Linked DNA regions of Macaca mulatta: region 1 is linked to region 2. Evidence: chromatin contacts called from public Hi-C data. All regions are on one chromosome and are shown on one strand. Each heading gives the region's core, a stretch centred on a gene start, on an enhancer-like site or on the middle of the called end of the contact. The rest is flanking DNA. Distances are from core to core; before and after follow the strand shown. Region 1 holds the start of DNAAF5 (dynein axonemal assembly factor 5). Region 2 holds the start of PDGFA (platelet derived growth factor subunit A).

Region 1 (3,556 bases), core at 369-2,868, 210 kb before region 2:
ACTACATTCAAATCATCATTGGGATATCACTGGGACGGCCTGAGCTGGCCAGATCTCTCACTGCTTTCCTGCTCCCTACAGCCCACCGATTTATAGCATCAGTGTTCCCCTCTCTGGAAAGCTTTCCCGCCAGCAGGAAGCCGGCGCCTGCTATCATTCCACATCCCAGCCAGAGGAGGGAAAGGGCAAGGCCCTGCAGGAATGGCCAGTTAAGGAAACAGAACGACCAGATCAGATCAGAGCTCTAAAAATGATGCGGAACGTTATAAAGTGGAGGGGAGAAGCGGCCTCCTTCCACTTAGGACAGTGGTCCAAACCAGAAAGGGAAGGCAGTGGAGTAGGATGAATGGGACAGAAAGTGAAATGATCAGAGCAGAGTCTCAGCGTGTCTCCTCAACCAGATGCAAGTCCTGCAAGCCCCCAGAGGGAAGGAAAGGGGGCAGCTATCGGGGCACACACCACCCCAAACTGCTTAACAGGAATTTCCGCGGTGGTTTCCAGGGATCTGGATAGGAGAGCTGGCTCGTGGGCCTGGGTGAGGGGGCTCAGGCAGGGAGGAGGGTGGGGGGTGAGGGTCGCGGGACGGCGGGATGCAAAGAGGAGGACGGCAGAGGATAGGCAGGTAGAGGGGGCACAGGGAGCAGGCAGGTGGGGGCGGGGCTTGGGGCGTGGAGGGTGGAGGCGGGGAGCGGGGGACACGAGTGACGTGAGTGAGGGCCAAGCAGGAGCAGGTGGCAGCGCAGGCAACAGGTACGTGGGGGTAGAGGGCAAGGGAGCGGGTGAAGGGCACGTTGGTGGCGGGACGTGAGGCAGGGGACGCAGTGGTGGTGAGAGGAGGGGGCCGGGCGGGGTCTTTGGGGCAGGCGGGTGGGGGACGCGGGCCATGGGGGTGGCCGGGATGTTGTGGGGTGGGGCCGAGCCGCGGGGGTTGTGAGAGGGGCCGTGGAGGTGGAGGTGGGGGTGAGAGTGTGGGGTGTGCGAGCGGGGCCCGGGGTGCTCACCGGGCGTGGCCTGCGCCAGGGCGGCCGCGCAGCTGCAGCTCTCGCGGCGCACGGCGGCGAAGGGGTCCAGCAGGGAGCAGCGCAGCGCGCGCAGAGCGTCGTCCAGGTGGGGCGCGAGCGCGGCGCCGCACAGGTCCACGGCCAGACCCAGCAGCTGCACAAGGGCCAAGCGCAGCTCCTCGCAGGCCTCGGGCGGGCGGCGCGCGGGCTCGGGGCTGGCCAAGCGCGCGGCGAGCGCGGGCAGCAGGCGCGGCAGGGCATCGCGGGGCCGCGCGGCGCGGCGCAGGCCCAGACCCAGCAGGTGCACTGCCAGCGCGCGGCAGCCCTCGGCGGGGTCGCTCAGGCAGCGCAGCAGGCGCGGCAGCAGCAGGCGCGCCCAGGGGCCCTGGAAAGCGGTGGGGTCGGCGGCAGGGCCCGGCTCCTCCAGCGCGCGCCGCAGGGCCTCCAAGGCGCGCCGCCGGCCCGGTTTGCTGTCGGCCTCCAGCCCCGGCAGCAGGCGGCTCAGGGCGCGGCTCAGCTCTGCCGCCTCCGCCATCTCGGCCCCCTCAGCCGGGTGTGAGGCCGCCACGGCCTCCGCCACCCCCGGCGCCGCCATTTTGCTCGCGTCGCCGGTCACTAAGGGGAACGGCGCTTTCGCGACGCTCGGCGCGGATTACGGCAGCACTTCCGGTCCGCGCTGGGGGCGGGGCGCCGAGCTCCTTCCTCCCAGCAGGTGCGCACGTGGGCCTGGGCCCTCGTCCGGCGGTGCTCGCCTGCTGTCCCGCGCTGTCGCAGGAGCCCCCGCCAGCCGGCCTGCTGGGCCTTACCCTGTCCCCATTGCGCAGATGGGAAGGGTCTCGGGAGGGTGCAGCTCGCCTGGGATGCGGGCCCCGGGCTATAGGCCTGGTCCTGCCCCTAGGGAAGCCTGCCCTGCGGCCTGGAGTGCTTGGAGAAGGAACCTGGGTGCCCTGCATCGGTCCAGGGTAGCCGGGAAACCCCTTTTTGAGCCGTCTAGAGCCCCTCTGGCTTTGGGAAGGTCCGTTCCAGGAGGGAAGGGCGCTGGTTCTGTGGACTGGATCCCCCCTGTGGTGTAAGACGGGTTCCTGGTCTGGGCTTCACGTGCAACCTGTGATTTGATCTCAGGTGTAGCCGCCCAATAGGTTCGCCTTACTCGCTGCCCAGGTGGAGTCAATTTATCAAGACAGGGGAATTTCAATAGAGAGTTTAATACATGCAGAAACCGGCTAAACGACACCAGAGCTTTATTACTCAAAGCAGATTCTGAAATTCCTGAGACGGGTCATTTAAGGATAATTAGGCAGGTAGGGGGCCAGGGAGAGGGCGGTGCTGATTGGTTGGGTTGGAGATGAAACAGTGGAGCGTCAAAGTTGATTCTCTTGCTGTCTTCTGTTCTTGGGTGGGCTCACAGAACTGGTTGAGCCAGATTAGGGGTGTGGGTGGTGGCAGCTGGTGCATCAGAATGCAGAGCCTGAAAAATATCTCGAGCACCAATCTTAGAGTTTACAATAGTGATGTTATCCTAAGGAGCAATCCGGGAGGTTTGGGATCTTGTGGCCTCTAGCTACATGACTCAAACCACAATTTCTAATCTTGTGGCCCATGTCTTAGTCTTACAAAGGCATTCTGGTCCCCAGGCAAGAAGGAGATTGGCTTCAGGAAAGGGCTGTTATCATCTTTGTTTCAAAGTTAAACTGTAAACTAAGTTGCTCCTAAAGTGAGCTTGGCCTACTCCCAAGAAATAACAAGGCAGCTTGGAAATTAAAAGCAGGACAGTGTTTCACAGTAGTGACTTTGAGTATGGACTTGAGTGGAGACAGAGGTGCCTAAACAGCTTGGCGGCGGAGTTGGTGCGAGCCCAGCCTGGAACGGGAATTTGACAGCACTCACTGCAAACCAGGAGTCCCCAAGTCTGGTTAGCCAGGCACTTCTCATCTGTGACGGTGCACTCAGTTTTCTAAAAGCAGAATGTGTGTAATTTTAGGACTGAACTTCAAGTTTGACCTTCTTTTTTGTTGTTGATCTTCGTGTTGCAAAATGGTGTTGTTCATCAGTACCTCTTTATTTATTTATTTATTTTTGAGATGGAGTCTTGCTCTGTCGCCCAGGCTGGAGTGCAGTGGCGCGTTCTCCGCTCACTGCAAGCTCTGCCTCCCAGGTTCACGCCATTCTCCTGCCTCTGCCTCCCGAGTAGCTGGGACTACAGGTGCCTGTCACCACTCCTGGCTAATTTTTTTGTATTTTTAGTAGAGATGGGGTTTCACCATGTTAGCCAGGATGGTCTCGATCTCCTGACCTCGTGATCCACGCGCCTCGGCCTCCCAAAGTGCTGGGATTACAGGCATGAGCCACCATGCCCAGCCCATCAGTACCTCTTAAATGTCGATATGTAGCATATTCAGTAACATTCTTAATTCATTGTTTCCTCCAACAGGCATTTGTTTGACCAGGCACTATCTGTAACACATGGGACAGGATGACAATGATGTAGAAACTGGCCACGGTCCCTGCTTTCCCAGATCTTATCTTGCAGGATGAGATAGCCCTTAATGGAAAGA
Region 2 (3,644 bases), core at 233-2,732:
CCCTAAACTCTAGCTGGGCGCACCCGTAGCTCCAGGCCGGGCAGGGAAGCCCAGGGAGGCAGCCATCTAGGCCCTCAGAGGCGGCGAGGACCTCCAGGACCCCGCAAGCTGGGAGGGACGGGTACCCCACCCCCAATACAACGCGACCTTCCTCCTTGCTTTCCACACCGTCACACCAAGTACTGTAACCCCACAGAGGTGACCTCGGGGCCCCTCTGCCCGGAGGAGTCCGAGGCCCAGGACAGGATACACGCGACTCCAGGATAACTGGCCGAGGAATGAGGCCGGGGTCCGGCCTGCGTCCTGACTCTGCGAGTCCGGCTCCTTCCAGAAGCCATCCAGTGGGTGTCCCCTCCCGAGCGGCCCAAGTTCCCCCTGGAGGGACCTGGCTTTCAGGGGCTTCTCCACGTTTCCAAGGCTCTCCTGGTTCTGTCCCGGTCCCGCTTGGTCCTGACCACCCAGAGGGCGTGCTTGACCGCGGGGGTCACGGTGTGGGACTGCAGACAACGGAAGGGAGAAACCTGGGGAGGGGGCCTGCAGGTGTGTGGAAGGGCGCGTGTAGAAGCGACCCACTGGGAGCGGAGGGAGAGGCCCCTCCCCCCTGATACTGGGGGGAAGGTGAGCGCCCCCGAAGCGCTCTCTGGACTCGGCCTTTGAAATGCTAGAGCTGGACTAGCTGGGGATGAAAGACCGCCCGCAGGGCTGCGCCTTAATGGCCTTTGTCTGGAGGGAGGGCGACCGCGGCGGGGGCAGGGGTTTAATCCACAGGGTTGGGGGTGACGGCTGGGACGGGCTGAATTCTGCTTCACTGCCCACCCACGGGAGCGTCTCCTGGTTTCCAGGGGCCTAGGCCGTCTAGCCTCGGGGTCTGCACAGCGCGCCACCCTGCTGGACCCAGTAGGAGGGCGCGTAGATCCCCTGGGAGGGCACTGGAACCGTAGTCAGGGTCCAACTCCTCCTGGTCTAGGGAGGCGAAATCCATCCCGCCCGGGCACACCCGCCCTTTCTCGGCGTGGGAGCCGTCTAGCCACGCTCAGACCTCGGCCTCCGCGCGCGTTCCTCCCCCGCATCGCGCTCTGAGCTGCGCCTCGGCCGGAGGTGGCGCTCTGTGCGCCCCGCGGATCCCGACGCGGGAGGCTCAGAACCCGGGGGACCCTCACCCGTGGCTCCTTTCCCTTCCATCCCCTCGACTTCCCGGCTCAGGGCGCGGCCCTGCCTTCGGCGCGGGAGTGGGGGACTGGGGGGCGCGGGTCCCAGGGTGGGGACGAGGCGGGCTGCAGGCCGGTCCCCCGACCGGAGCTCGCTCCCAAGTGGAAATGTGGGTGGAGGGTCCTCATTCAGATGCCCCAGGCTTCGGATCCTGGGCGGGGGCGCATGGCAGCCGCCAGGTGAGTGCCCCAAACCCGCCCCCGTCCTTCCCCAAAGACTGACTCCCCCTCCTTTTATGGAGAGGGTAAGGCTGGGGCCCTGGATCCGAACCGTGGAGAGCGGCCGGAGCGCCGGGGCGGGGGCGGGGACCGGCTCTCTCGCCCTTTTTGGCGCAGCAGCTCTGGGCGCTGCCCGCTGCCGCCGCTGGGGCCCGAGAGAGGCGAGCCGGCGACGGCGGCGCTTCTGCGGCGGCCTCCTCCCTCCCCACCCGGTGCCGCAGGATTGCAGCTGGCACTGGAGGGTGGGCAAGCTCGAGGGAGGGGCGCGGAGCCCCGGCGCGGAGCCGGGCGCGGGGCTTTGATGGATTTAGCTGCTTGCGCGAGCGCGTGTGTGCTCCCTGCCGCGGCGGCGGCGCCCGGGCCCTGCCGGGTCCGCACGAACCCCGCGCGCTTCCGAGGTGCGGGTCCTGGGCCCGGAATCCGGGGGAGGCGGGGGGGGGGGGGCGGGGGAGGGGCGCGGCGGCGGCGCTATAACCCTCTCCCCGCCGCCGGCCGGCTCCACACGCGCGCCCTGCGGAGCCCGCCCAACTCCGGCGAGCCGGGCCTGCGCCTCCTGCTCCTCCTCCTCCTCTTCTCCCGGCGGCGGCTGCGGCGGAGGCGCCGGCTCGGCCCTGCGCCCGCCTTCAGGCCGGCGCGGGCGGCGCAGCGAGGCCCCGGGCGGGTGGCGGCTGCCAGGCGGCTCGGCCGCGGGCGCTGCCCGGTCCCGGCGGGCGGAGGGCGGAGCGCGGCGCCGGAGCCGAGGGCGCGCCGCGGAGGGGGTGCTGGGCCGCGCTGTGCCCGGCCGGGCGGCGGCTGCGAGAGGAGGCCGGAGGCGAGCGCGGGGCCGGCGGTGGGCGCGCAGGGCCGCTCGCAGCTCGCAGCCGGGGCCGGGCCAGGCGTCCAGACAGGTGATCGGTGGTGGTGGCAGCGGCGGCGGCGGCCCCAGCTTCCCTCCGGAGTTCTTCTCGGGGCTGATGCCCGCAAATATGCAGAATTACCGGCCGGGTCGCTCCTGAAGCCAGCGCCGGGGAGCGAGCGCGGCGGCGGCCAGCACCGGGAACGCACCGAGGAAGAAGCCCAGCCCCCGCCCTCCGCCCCTTCCGTCCCCACCCCCTACCCGGCGGCCCAGGAGGCTCCCCGCGCGGCGGGCGCGCACTCCCTGTTTCTCCTCCTCCTTGCTGGCGCTGCCTGCCTCTCTGCACTCACTGCTCGCGCCGGGCGCGCTCCGCAAGCTCCGTGCTCCCCGCGCCACCCTCCTCCGGGCCGCGCTCCCTAAGGGATGGTACTGAATTTCGCCGCCACAGGAGCCTGGCTGGAGCGCCCGCCCCGCGGCCTCGCCTCTCCGCCGAGCCTCCAGCGCCTCGGGACGCGATGAGGACCTGGGCTTGCCTGCTGCTCCTCGGCTGCGGATACCTCGCCCATGCTTTGGCCGAGGTTGGTGCCGCCCCCGCGCCCCGTCCCTGCGCCGGCTCCTCCGGCGCACACCCCCCGCTGGCTGGGGCGCCGCGGGCTCTGCAGAGAGCGTTTTGGTTTCTGCTAGGGTGGTCGATGTTTAAATTTTCCCAACTGGTTTCTATTTTCTGCCATGCCTAAGTGTGTGTGGGGAGTTTCCAGCGTGTTGCGTCGCTTACTCTGCCTTGGAGGGACAGGGGAACAGCGAGGTGGACGAGTGGGGAGAAACTTCGGGGGGCGCAGGGTCCTCTCCGGGGAAGGGAAGCTGGGGCGCAGCGGGCGCTGCAGCAGCGGGGTGCGGGGAGTGGGGAAGGGGGTGTGTGTATGTGTGTGTGTGTGTGTGTGAGCCGGCGAAGCCTGGGGAGGAGAGAAGGGCGCCTGATAAACAGGTAGGGGCGGCTGCTGCGGAAGCCCCTGGCCGGGCAGGGTAGGCAGCGCCAAGCCACAGCCCCCGGTTCCCAGTCCCCAAGCCCGGCGGGGCGCAGGGCCGGCGCAGCCCGCCCGGGCCTGCTTACAGGTGGCTGAGCCAGGCGAGCTGGGGCCGGGCCAGGCGTCCGCACCCTCCCACCGCGGCGTCCCCGCCCCCCCATCCTCATCCCCATCCCCGGGAGCTTTGCTGTGATGAATGACTTTCCACAGCCCCCGTCGTGGGAACTTAGTGCTTCAGGCTCTCCAGCGACCCCCGACTCTCCTTAAAAATCGGGGAGGGGAGTGGGGGAGGCCAGAGGTGAGGGTGGTCTCCGCAGGGCCAGGAGAGCTGTGCGAGATGGAAGTTTAACCCTCGCT

The links. A called contact is a pair of places that touch in the nucleus more often than the background predicts.
Region 1: a contact with region 2 is called in a Hi-C map of fetal cortex germinal zone, with 1.7 times the contacts expected there. The contact joins the promoter of DNAAF5 here to the promoter of PDGFA in region 2. A contact is called at or near these places in 2 of 14 Hi-C or Micro-C datasets (fetal cortex germinal zone and fetal cortical plate).

What each region holds. Positions count from the first base shown.
Region 1 is chr3:34,668,997-34,672,552 of T2T-MMU8v2.0, reverse strand. It overlaps DNAAF5 (dynein axonemal assembly factor 5), which reads right to left and starts at 1,618. Exons shown (of 13, transcript XM_028845424.2): 1 at 1,002-1,618. The coding sequence starts at 1,596. It overlaps PRKAR1B (protein kinase cAMP-dependent type I regulatory subunit beta), which reads left to right. Exons shown (of 12, transcript XM_028845428.2): 2 at 678-750.
Region 2 is chr3:34,455,037-34,458,680 of T2T-MMU8v2.0, reverse strand. PDGFA (platelet derived growth factor subunit A) reads left to right here and starts at 1,482. Exons shown (of 9, transcript XR_013414996.1): 1 at 1,482-1,825; 2 at 2,711-2,840.